2 separate regions of the Drosophila melanogaster genome follow, and region 1 is linked to region 2. The links are chromatin contacts, called in public Hi-C maps. All regions are on one chromosome and are shown on one strand. The core of a region is the stretch at or near the end of the contact, and the rest is flanking DNA. Distances in the headings are between cores, read along the strand shown.

Region 1 (6,604 bases), core at 3,403-5,902, 50 kb before region 2:
CGGAGCTTTGGTCGAGGGTGGAGAGCTGTGCACCCTGTGTGAGTACATGCTGCATTTCATTCAGGAGACTCTGGCTACCCCCTCCACGGATGACGAGATCAAGCACACCGTGGAGAACATCTGCGCCAAACTGCCCTCGGGAGTTGCCGGTCAATGCCGCAACTTCGTGGAGATGTATGGCGATGCTGTGATAGCTCTGCTCGTCCAAGGACTGAATCCTCGTGACGTGTGCCCCCTCATGCAGATGTGCCCGAAGAATCTGCCCAAGAAGGAAGATGTCGAAGTGTTCAATCCCCAGCCAGCCAGCGATGAGCAGGATCCCCCAACTTGCCCTCTGTGCCTCTTTGCCGTTGAGCAGGCCCAGATGAAGATCCGCGACAACAAGTCCAAGGATAATATCAAAAAGGTTCTGAATGGCCTTTGCAGCCATCTGCCCAACGAGATAAAGGAAGAATGCGTAGACTTCGTGAACACCTATTCCAATGAGCTGATCGACATGCTGATCACAGATTTTAAGCCGCAGGAGATCTGCGTCCAACTGAAGCTCTGCCCAAAGACCACTTACGCTCTCTGGGACTTGCGCATCTCGCTGGAGGACGATGTCGATGGTGAGGACAAATCCAGCAGTGAGGAAATCAGCTTCAATGACATTGAGTCCCTTGAGGAGCTGCCCCCTCAGCTGGCCTTCGACCCAGGATTCACCGCTGCTCCGAACTGCCTGATCTGCGAGGAGTTGGTTAAGACCTTGGAGAAGCGTATGGGCAAGCACCCCACCAGAGACAGCATCAAGCATATCCTGGAGGAGTCTTGCGACCGAATGAGGAAGCCAATGAACACTAAATGCCACAAGGTTATCGACAAGTACGGCGATAAGATCGCCGATCTGCTGTTAAAGGAAATGGATCCCAAGCTTATCTGCACGGAGTTGGGAATGTGCATCCTGGCTGATCTGGATGATCGTGAGTATTAAATTCTAGAGCTACGTTAAGTATACGTTTAAACTAATGAATTTCATTTTCGTAATACAGTCGAAGTGGATGAGGCTTTGAAGTACGACGTGATTGCTCTGCCGCGCCAGGACAACAAGCTGTCTAGCAGCATCAAGGAGCCGCCCACCTGCGTCCTTTGCGAATTTATCATGACCAAGTTGGATGCCGATCTAAAGAATAAGACCGAACAGGACGACATTAAGCGAGCGATTGAAGCCGTGTGCAATCGCCTGCCAGCCACGGTGCGCAAACAGTGCGACACCTTCGTCGATGGATATGCCTCTGCGGTCCTGAAATTGCTGAGCGATGTGCCGCCCAAGCAGGTGTGCCAGAAACTGCAGCTCTGCTTCAGCGTGGCCGTCACCGATGAAGTTTTGGAGTGTGGTGTGTGCCATGGAGTCACCCAGGCTCTGTTGCCCTTCCTGCGCGAGAAGAAAGATAACGTATCCGAAGTGACAGCCCTACAGATGACATCGGTGGGATGCGAGAACTTGCCAGCCAAGTACTACAAGATCGTATGTAACTTACAATCCTGAATGTTATAAATATCTATAAGTTCCTTTGCGTTGCAGTGCTCTGAGATGATCTCCATCTATGGCAGTAGCATTAAGAACTTGGCCAAACGACCCTATATTGATCAGTCGCATATTTGCGCCGAGATTGGCAAGTGTTTCGAAAGCGAGAAGTCTTCGCTGGCCTTTGCTAGAATTTCAGGTAAGCTATAGGTTGAAGGACCCAAACAATACATTTACTAATTTACTATCTTCAACAGCCTAAGTGATGCGTTGTGATGTACGAACCAGGCGCGGAGGATTTGAAGGAGAAGGGACCCGATCCCACGCTTTATATATGCATATACCTTTACATATATCTGTTTACATTCTATAACGATTTACTGTAAATGAAACATAATTACTTACTTTTCGTTTTGTACCCCGGTTTTTGGCTCTAAATTTGTTAGGTGAATTTGTGATGAAACTGAATTTATAAACGCACTCAAACGCCGGCTGAAAAAAGTTAAACTTAACTAAACTAACACTTACACTAAGCAGTACCCTTATCGTAATTTCAACATAAAAATTAGCGAAATTCACGAGCCGCAAACTTTGTATCGATATCCCCATGTGTCCGAAGTCATTTGAGCAGTGTGTGTAGTTTAAGATATCAAGCAAAACTGTGTAAAATACGAACATTGATCTTATAAATCATACAGAAAACTTAAACCGACATAGTAGCACATTATTGAAAATTCCCAATTCCCCTTGGAATAGTATATATTTTCTAGCCGACATGTTTGAGAACTCCCTGTTTATCATTAAGCCGGACTATCTGCACAAGCGGCGTCCGGTGCTCTTAAAGTTGCTGGCCGAGGGCTTCCAGATTCAGGGTAATCGACGGATTGCCTTTTCGCCAGAAACTGCCGCCGAGTTCTATGCCGATTATGCCGATGAAAAGGGGTTTATGCTGGAGGTCATTCTGCTTTCGAAGGGTGTTTCCGAGGCGTTCATAGTTACGAAGGAAAACGCCGTGCAGGAGCTGCTCAACATCATGATTTGTTATTTGTGAGTTTGCTTTTAAAATAAAATAATAAGTTCTCTAGGTACAATTTGACTTTAAGTGGTTCGGCATCGGATCTGGAACGCAATATCCATGTCACCAAGAACAGTTACAGCGTGGCTCGTGAGATAAACTTTATTTTTCCCAACTGTAAGTAGCGATACAGAGATTAATAAAGTAAAAAATAATATATCGAATTTTTCAGATATTCACGAGCCCCATCAAATGTTCGACCACAACAACTTCTGCAACAGGCCGATGCTTAAGCCGCTGCTCGAGGAGATCTACGACATAATGCAGAACACCGACTGCAGCCAGGAGAACTGGAAGGTGCGTGTTTCCGATTACCTGGTGCGCAGCAATCCAAAGATGCCGGAAATCAGCAACCAGTGCCAGCAGCGACCGGATGTGGCTATCCAGGACAAATCGCAGCAGACCACCATGACCTATGCTCCGAAGCCAAGTGCGCGGGCCGCGCAGCCGGGAGTCAAGAAAACGCAGAGCAGCAGTGCACCCTTGTCCACCACATCCCCGCATTCCTCAATGCTGCTCTCATCGTCTTCCTGTGTCACCTGTGGAGGCTTCGAAAGATCTCAGCCCGGTATTTCGGATCTGGACCTTAATAAGCGCGTAGAACCTCATGACGAGGAGCCAGTCTGTGTGGACGAGGAGATTTTGTGGAAGGAAGTTATTGTCTACGAGGAAATCCAACCGGAGGCTGAGGAGCAGGAGTCCAAGGAGGACCTGCACGACCTGGAGGAGGAAGGCGTAGGCGAGTCTGGGGGCTCAGATGCGGAGTCAGACCGAAGTGTTCATGAAGCTCCACCGCCACCAGCTCAAGATGACGAGTCCGAAGAGGGTGACGCTGCTGCTGGGGAGCCAGGCGAAACTGCTCCCGCTCCTGAAGTGGCTCCTCCTGCCCAAGAGGCTACTGCTGCGCCTGAAGTCCCTGCAGTGGCTGAAGAACATCCTCACGCAGCAGAAGCTCCCGCAGAGGAAGCTCCACCAGGGGAATAAGTTTGTTTCACTAGTACACCTGTTGCCCCCATCATTTGTTTGGCGAAGCATAGAAAAAATGGACTAAAATGCGCGCAATTTTTGCATCACCAGCCATTGCACCCGTTGAACCACCTTAAACTGGCAATTGCGCACTCGCAGAATTTTGGGAGGAGGGTTTAAAATGCTGGTCCTGCAGTTCTTTATTTGCCCCTAAAAAGTGCATCCCACACGGCAGGAAAATCAACAGGAGCAACAGCTTTTTAGCCTCCAATTTGCCGCTGGCCAAATGGCAAAGTTTTTTCGCCCCTTTCAAGTGTCCAATAAAAAAAATCGTTGTAAATTAAAACAAACAATGAAATCAAATTAAATTTATGGGCCAACTTTCGGTGCAAAAGTGTGTGTTGCATATGGCACACTTTTTCGCGGGGCAAAGTGGCCTGCAGTGGTTGCAATTAACCCAATTAAAGAACAACAATAGGTTTCGCCTGGATTATTTGGATTTCAGCGATTTACTTTGATGGAAGGAGTAATCTAGATTTGGGTTGTGCTTTAATGTACACCTTAATATGTACTTTTGGTAGTCAAGCCAAGTAATATTTAAGCTGCATCGAGCAGGCTAAAATCCAATCGTATGATTTTATACATATTTAAATGATTAAAGCAGCGCATCAGTATTTTGGAACTGATAAACCAAGACATCTCCACTGATCCTTGTTGATCCACAGGCTTTGGATTCAACACAAAAATGATCTATTTAAAGTTATATTTTAAAACAAATAAGTATTTTTTTGAATTTCAATAACTATTTTCCTTATGTTTTTAAATATAGAAACCATACAAAGCAATTTTAGATATGCCATAACCACTGTGCGTGACCAGCAGTTATCGCTGCGAATGTATGTGTGAGTTCGGAGAGAGGCGGAGAAAAGAGAGAGAGAGAGAGAGCAAAAGCTCTCCCCGTTTGGACGCCTTGAGATATGCAACGCTTTTCGCCTTGCGTAGCGTACCGCTTCCGATTTTTGTGGAATAAGCAAAAGCAATTCGACAGTCGCTATCTGGCTGCCTTCGCTCTGCTCGCATCCTATATCCGCGTTCGGCGTCCTGCGGCCTTCCAAAAATAACAAATAATTACTCAAAATAATAATAATTGAGGTGGTGTGAGGGCGCAGAGCTTTTGAGTCGACGTCGAGTCAAAAAAGTGGCAGAGAAGTGAATCGGTTTCGGTTTCGCAATATACATACACAAACAATAGGCACTGGGAAGTAGACGACGGCGAATCCTTGGCGGCTCAGCATTTCCACCGAATTCGCGTCGAGGAAAAGCGGAAAATCGGAAAAGCAGCGACCATTCTCGTATTGATTTTCAAGTGTGGTAAGCGGAAAACGCAAGCAAATACGGAAAAAACATGAGAAAGTCCAGAGAAAAGCCCCACCAACTGGCAGTGAAAATGCATGTGGAAATGTCAATGGCCAGGCGGAACAAAAAGGGGCGGTGGTGGGTTAGGTAAATGCTGAAAAGTGTCTAAAGCTGGCTCAGAATCCCCACAAAATGTCCGAAAATAGAAAAGTGATATAGTGCAGTGTCGGCGCAAGGAGGTGTGAAACCCCCAAACTCAAATATTGTGGCTAAATTATAGCGCGCTTGAAAATAAATCCGGGCAGACACGGAAAAGCCCCAAACCTCGGGTCCAAAAATGAAAAAAGCTGAAGAAGCAGAAGAGGAAGCCCGAAAAAACGGAAGAGGAAGAAGCGGCCGGCATACACACACAACCACAAGGGGGTGGCAATCCAACAATCCGAAAGTTGGGCTGGGAAAAGCTCAAGTCACAAATTTTTGCGCAAGGGCAGGCCGAAGTGAATCGAGTCGAGTGCTTTTCCGCAAAGGGGGTGGCAGGCGCCTTCGTCGCTGCCGCAGTCGGCGTCTCCGTCGACGCCAGTGATTTCGCAACACTCACACAAGCACCCCCACAATTTACAGTTAGGGGTGGCATTCACAATAGCGGTGATTCGAATACCCTCGCAGACTGTGAGAACCATAAAGGTCCATCAATGTTAACCCATTTACTAGTATATTAACAAAGGCTTTATCAAAAGTTAAATAAGTTAAAAGCCTTAAAATCGATAGTAATACTACACACTATGTGCAATAAGTTTTTTGATGTATCTACATGACATGGTATACCCTTTATATATATTTATTTTACTGAATATTTTTTATTAATCGCCAGATCGGCGCCGTTAACATGGATAAGATGACGGTTGCCCAGAAGAACGCATATCTCGAGGCGCACATGGCGGTGCAGCAGCAGATGGCCCAGGCGGCCATTCAGTTCAAGCAGCAGCAGACGTCCCAGCAACAGAACTCCCCCACGGCCAACAACAACAACAACAGCCAGAACAATGGCAACATGCAGCAGCAACAGCAGCAGCAGCAGCAGCAACAGCAGCAGCAGCAGCAACAACAGCAGCAGCAGCATTATGCAGCAACCATCAAGGTGCCGCAGATCAGTTCCTCCAATGTGGCAGCCGCGGCGGCGGGGGAGAGCACCTTCACAGTTCCGGACGACGGAATGGGATTCGAAGGAGGCGTGCGGGTCCTGCAGAGTCTGGGAACCTGGTCGGCGGCCGAGCAACTGACCTACAACATCCCCAAGCCCAACCTCATCCCCTTCACAGAGCCCTATGTCGAGGGGGGCTCCATGCACCCCGCCAGTCGACTCAAGGCCCTGCAACAGGTGCAACAGGCATCCTCCGGGGTGCGCAAGACAAATCCCTCAAAGTGTGAGTATTGTTAAAAGTTTCGCAAAGTTAGTAATATAAGCACTAGTGTTAAAGTCCAACAATAACGTACTTTTACATGGATTTGAATCAATCAACCTTTCGCTTTTACAGCCACCAACAAGGCATTCGAGTGCACGGTCTGCGGCAAAGGACTCGCCCGCAAGGACAAGCTGACCATCCACATGCGCATCCACACCGGCGAGAAGCCCTATATTTGTGAAGTATAAGCTGCCCTCGAGCCCCGCACCTCTAGCCTCGATCATCTAATCTAACCCTCGC
Region 2 (6,179 bases), core at 647-3,146:
GCCCAGACAGATGCTCAGTCGTCTGTTGCAGTTTCAACATATTTATAATTAATGGCAAGGTATTTTGATAGCTTTTTGTTGCCAGCAATTGGCATGTACCATTGAAGTGGGTACCGAGATTTGGCCGGAGCTGCTGCAATCGATGGCTGAAATCCACGGTGATGAGTTTGATTTGGCCAGGCATAATTTAATTAACCGTTCTCAGGCATTTCCGCCACTCGGAGACCACGTAATTAAACTCCAGCCAAAGTCAAATTCATAAAAAATCATATTTTTTTTTGGCAAAAAACTAAGGCTAGACAAATGCCGAAAGAAAGACAGAGAAAGACGAAAACCAGTTCTAATTCTTATCAAGCCTTCTTCACAGGCCATATAATTACTCATGGCCCTCTATAGATATTTTAAAGTTCGTTTTTTTTTTTTTTACCAGACAGCATTTAATTACTGAGGAATTCTGCGGGGAAAACAAATATGTTTATGGCGAGCAGGCATCTCATTAAAAACGAAAGTTTTCAAGTTTCGTTCTTAGCCAAGTGAGGGGTCATTAATTAGCCAAAGTCATATGGAAATGCCAGAACCTCCCATTTAAGCCGGCATCTATTATATTTTATTCTGTTCGGTGCGGTTCTGCTCTATTCGTAGCCTTCGCTCTGACGTCATCCTAATTTCTTTTATTCTCTGTCATTTTTTTTTGCTGCCCTGTTGGCAGATGTTCATCATTAGGTTACTCTGTAAGTTCCTTGGCCTTTCAAGTCAGTTGTTAAGCCCATAGAAAAGTAAAAGTTCTGACGTTCGCCGTTTTGTTCACACATTCATTATCCACAATTTAGCGTCTCTAAATTGCAACTAGTCTATAACTACTATAACTAAAGCTGCACCCACTTGTCATAGGAATCGGAATCGGAATATGTTCTAGTTCTGGCTTTTGCTGGGAGCAGGTATCTCTGCTGCGACCACTTGGGTTAAGGCCAAAAACCACTGCAGGGGAATATGGGAAATCAATGAACTTGGAATACTCTTTGCCTATAGAATATACTTGTATAATCGCAATTAAGTTTGTTCTTGGTAATAATATATTTAGATAGAAACAAGTTTTCGGGCTTTGGAACTAGTCGTTGGTAACTTGGAAGATCTATAAAAAATATATATATTTTAATGATGGATTCGCAATTATAGTCTGCCTTGTGATAGAGCAATGGAGTTGGGTTCGGACCATTATAAACTTTGCAGAACAATCAAACTGATGTCCGATGTAACTAGTTGTAAATCAAATGTGTCCAAAATAATTCTGCATCAATTTATTCTCTGCAATTATTAATCTGCCTTCTTTGGTAGTGCAGCAACCGCAGCTTGGTCTTGAAATCTTAATGGAATAATCGCACTCGTGAATGGCCATTGGCGTTACTAAATTTGTGCCACACTCGCACTCTCGGTCAGTTAGTATATAAATTAGAATGCTAATCGATAGTTATGGATACGCCCTGAAAACGAGAGCCCGAGGAACTGGCAGATCGCAGATCGGCGAGGTGAGGACGGTGGACAATGGGCGACTGACAGATTCCGGTTAATAAACTTGATTTAAAACCAGAAGTGAACACTGCGGGCAAAAGGTAATGGCAAATAAATTGCCACTAAGTACACACACAATACATAGTCGTACAAATGACACAAAACAAACAAAAGGCGAAATCAAATGAAAATGTGTAACAAATGGACAAACGTGGCCCGCACCCGCAATTCACTCCGATTCGAATTCAGATTCCGATTCCGATTCAGATCCAGAAACAGAAACAGATTGAGATTCAGACGGGGACGAGACAAGTGTTGGACCCTGTGACAAATTGTCAAACATTCGCAATCTCAGAAAACGTCGCACCACGGTTGCAATTCATTAACAATCGAAGTGGAGTTGATTCGAGTTCAGTTCGGTTGACTTGAGTTGAATTCCGTTGAGTTGAGGGACGGACAGGCTCAAAGCCGAAAGGCAAAAGAAGGGAGAGGCCACACGTCGTATGCGCTATATTTTCAACAGCATTAATATATTTCTGCCTTGCAATTTGTCTCGATAAAGAGTAAGAAAAATAAAATACTTTGAAAAGGGCATACCTAAGCTAGAACATTTAAATAAGCTCTTTAATTGAACAAAACAAGTTCACGATGGCACAAATGAAACAACCCTCTTCAAGGGTATAAAAAGCAATCACAAAGTCAATGCAAAGCCCAAAACTCTGCCAAAGTCACACAAGACATTCGAGTGAGCTCTAATTGGAGCGTTTTCTGTTTGTGTTTATGTTTCCATGGAATTTCGAAGAGTTTATTGCACTCCACACACCGCACTCCTTTTGGCCATTTGTCATCGCATTGTTGTTGTGACCAAAACTAAAAATGTGGCCAAAACAGTGCAATCCCAACCTGTTTGTTTATCTGTCGCAGGTCGCGCGACTTTGAGGCGTTTTGTCAGCGTTTTGCCGCTGGTTTCGTTTTACTCAGCCGCAGCATATAATTTGTTAATTTAACTTTTTGCAGCCTTTAATTGTTTTGGCCAAAGCTCAGCGACTACTGCAGGCAGTTTGCGGTGCAATTACGCTCTTAATAATAATTTTGTTGCAAAAATGTTGAACGGTTTGGCAACGCTTCCACTTTTGCAATCTGGCTCAGAATGTGGGGGCCATTAGATTATAGACATTATCGATATGACTATCTGATTGATTAAGGGTCGAGTTGAGGCTACGAAAACTTAGCGTAATGACATCAGTGTTTACTTAATGGCGATTGCAAGTACTTCGCTTGGTTATTGCAAATAAAACACAAAAACTTGATGGAGTCATTAAATAATGATCGCCAGGAGTTTGGTTTTCTTTGAATGCATACAGGAAGTAAAAAGTATTCAAAGTGGAAATCTATCTAATTGAATTTCCCACTTGAAAACCGACGTTTTGAATAAAAAGTATATGTAAAAATTTGTTATAAAATTGATTAATTCATTACTCGTATGGTCAATAAAATCAAATAAGATTTAGCTCTTTTGTTTATGCGGTCATTTGTGTTTAGTTATTAATCCAAGCACCTCGTTTGTCGAATGTGTTCTAATTTGAAGCAATTTGGCAATTGGAATGGTTGGTTTACAGACGTGTTGTGGTCTCCCTGTTATGATTTCATTAATTGAATACAAATTCAATCATAATCTCGATCGAATTGTATTGTTTCAGCACTGGGTCCATTGAAAATAAGACTGTAAATTATGCCGCTAAATTGCTGCCATAAATTTTCCTTCAAACAATCCATTGCACACAATTACTGCCCTTGGATGGATATTCAAGCTTTTCCTTGGCATTCAGCTGGCAGCGTACTTTCAATCTGACAAATCTGAAATTAATTCACTCCACGGCGATTTATTTCTGTTTTTTTTTTTCGGACTTTGAATCCGAATGGCCAGCTGGGACAGTGGGTCACTAAATCAACGCCCAATTACAAGCGAACCGTTAATTATTTCGGTAAGTTCGGAATAAGCAGGGCGTCTAAACTAATGAGCTACATACATACATACATATGTATGTATGGGGACCATTAAAGTCTCGTTTGTCGATCGCGCGAATGAGAGATATGAATCTGCCTGCGAAATAAATTAATGCCTTAATCCACGCCCGTCCATTAAAAATCGGGAATTCGAATTCGAGCCGGACAAAAGAAACAAATGCTCTTTCATTCGGTCTTTCCGTCGTTTTTTTTTTTTTTGTGTGATTTCAAAACCCAAACACTAATGCACTTGCATGCCAATTGACTGACTCACACCGATAGACTTTCATCCGTGACCTTGAGGCGACTGGCCGACATATCTCCCAACCGGCACCGCCCACCGCCCTCTGCCCACCGCCTTTCCGCCAGATTTCCACGGCATGAAGACAAATCCACTTTGTGGCCAAATCGAAAACAAAAACAATAACAATAACAAAGCCGCTCGTTGAGCAAGGCAGTAGACCAAGCACAAAAAACTCTACCAAAATGCAGAAAAAACTGTAACAAAAATTAAAACTCAGCAGCAAAAAATTTGAGTAACAAACCGAGTGCAAAACAAACGAAAACCAACAAAAAAAAAATTCGCAAAAAGCGGGAGGAAAATCCTAAAAACATAAAAAACGCGTTTGCGCATAAAAACTCTTTGGATTTGGCCAATTTTAGCCATTTGGCAGTATAGCGATCTATATGTACACTTTGCGATTTTGTTCCTGCACAGACAAAATTTTCGTAGCACTAATAAAAAGATACGTTATTTCAGATATCAGCTTACTTTTGAATTATTCTCTCAAATAACTAATAATAATAATGCGAAAATTATATTCAGAAAATTGAAGAATAAAATCAACACCAGTTTTCATTTGCTTTTAGAAATTATAAAACATTTAAATGTGCTTTAATAAATATTTTAAATAGTTACAGTGTAAATATTATTTTCTCGATGCTCCAAAAGTCACGTATTTGGTGGCGTTAAAATTTAAATACACATCTTTGCAAATCCGTAATGTTCGTCACTTTTTTTTTACTGTGTGGCATATTATTAACCGTTACTTTTTACCAAACCCGCCGAGCTTACCAATAATGCACCCACCACATTTATAGCTGTTAGTGGCTTTAATCCCTCGTTGTCGTTGTTGTTGGATTTGATTGTTAAGCTTTCTATATTTACGGGTGGTTGTTGCTGTTTTAGGCTTCAGTTTTTGTGTTCGACTGTTCAATGCAATTGTTGCTAAGCCGTTTTCTCAAATTGGAGCAATATTGGCGCGAGCTTTGAACGGATTTCGCAGACTGCGATTTGTTTATGGCTCTTTCAAAAGTATTTGTATTTGCTCGTTTCGCGGACTTACTATACTTTGTTTTGATTTGGGTTTAATTACATTGAATGGATTAAGGCACACACTTGAAAGACACACACTGGCACACGCACACAGACACACACTCTGAAAACTCTGTATTTAACTGACTTGATCGAAAGAGGTCTTTGAAATGTATCCTTGGTTTTTGGAACGGTCCTTAAATAGGTTTTCAGCTGTGTTTGCTCGCGTTTCTGTTTTGACTTGAGGCTTGAGAAATAGGGGGGAAGGGTGGGGCCACTGCAGAGTGCACTGCCTAACTGAAAAAGATACTTTCACGACCAGAAACACGTAGTGATTTTATTCAGGAAAAACTCGGAAAGTCTCTCGAGCGCCGCGCATGCGTCCGTTTGGCTACAGCGTCCACAATTAACTGAATTCCCACAGCGATCAGAAACTGATAAGTCGCCCAAGAAGCCAGGCTGAAAAGCTCCGAGAGCGGTCGCGTACGACTTGGCTCAAACACCAGGTTTAAGCCACATTCACAACAGAACACAGCCAAGTGCCAAGGCAAAAACCGAAAACACGAAAGGCGAAGCAAAAAGCGCAAGTACAAACATAAATCCGCCAGCAAACAAATCGCTCCCCAAAGTCAGACTCTCTCGATCAGTTTGTGCTCGCCAAGATTCGCACATTTGATGATGGCTTGAAGTCATGTCGCGTGGACACTTGACCAAAGCTGATTTCTAAGTCCAGAATTTTATACAGTTTAATTATATCTAGATTCTATCTATATTCTTAAGAATAAAATATGGAAATATGGAAAAAAAATAATATTCACGCATATTTTTATTTTCCTGATTTAATTAATTACTTATTAACAATTTAAATTACTTCAACATGATCGAAGCTTATTATTTTACATAAAAAGTAAAATGTAAAATGTGTCTATGATATATTAGCAAAGACATGAACCAAGGCAAAATTGATTTGGTCCCCAATATTTATTTTAACCATAACAAAAGTAATAGATGTTAAGCTATTTTGAATAAAAAAATTTTGTATAGCAGGCCAAGGTGCAAGGTCTAAGCGTGAACTTTAAAGCGTGATATTGTCAGCATGTAGAAACGTTTAGATGGAAATTGATAACAAAAATAAATAGAATACAAGTCCCCCCCATCAGCCACTGATAGTTGAACTAGATTTGGCATTTGTTTTACTAAATATGAAATGTTTATTTAATATCCCATATTAATTTACAATAATATTTACATGTTAAGCCATACAAAATGCGATATTTCCAAGTAAACCACAACATATTTGCTAACAATCGGGAATTGCGGGTGGCTAGCTACGCAGATTGATTTGATT

What was found. Hi-C and Micro-C count contacts between places; a contact is called where the count stands out from the background.
Region 1: a contact with region 2 is called in a Hi-C map of the Kc167 cell line, with 2.4 times the contacts expected there. A contact is called at or near these places in 18 of 107 Hi-C or Micro-C datasets (the Clone 8 cell line, the D17-c3 cell line, the Kc167 cell line and 8 more) and 4 of 7 datasets of targeted methods (the Kc167 cell line and the S2 cell line).

Annotation. Positions count from the first base shown.
Region 1 is chr3R:30,879,075-30,885,678 of dm6, reverse strand. It overlaps CG12071, which reads left to right and starts at 4,652. Exons shown (of 6, transcript NM_176592.2): 1 at 4,652-4,916; 2 at 5,773-6,325; 3 at 6,437-6,546. The coding sequence starts at 5,788. CG15547 reads left to right here and starts at 2,176. Exons shown (of 3, transcript NM_143576.2): 1 at 2,176-2,551; 2 at 2,608-2,696; 3 at 2,752-3,887. The coding sequence starts at 2,280. The coding sequence ends at 3,563. Sap-r (Saposin-related) reads left to right here. Exons shown (of 7, transcript NM_079858.4): 4 at 1-959; 5 at 1,029-1,504; 6 at 1,562-1,703; 7 at 1,762-2,215. The coding sequence ends at 1,766.
Region 2 is chr3R:30,826,893-30,833,071 of dm6, reverse strand. CG15544 reads right to left here and starts at 5,253. Exons shown (of 4, transcript NM_143571.4): 1 at 4,607-5,253. It overlaps cindr (CIN85 and CD2AP related), which reads right to left. Exons shown (of 7, transcript NM_001276200.1): 7 at 6,067-6,179.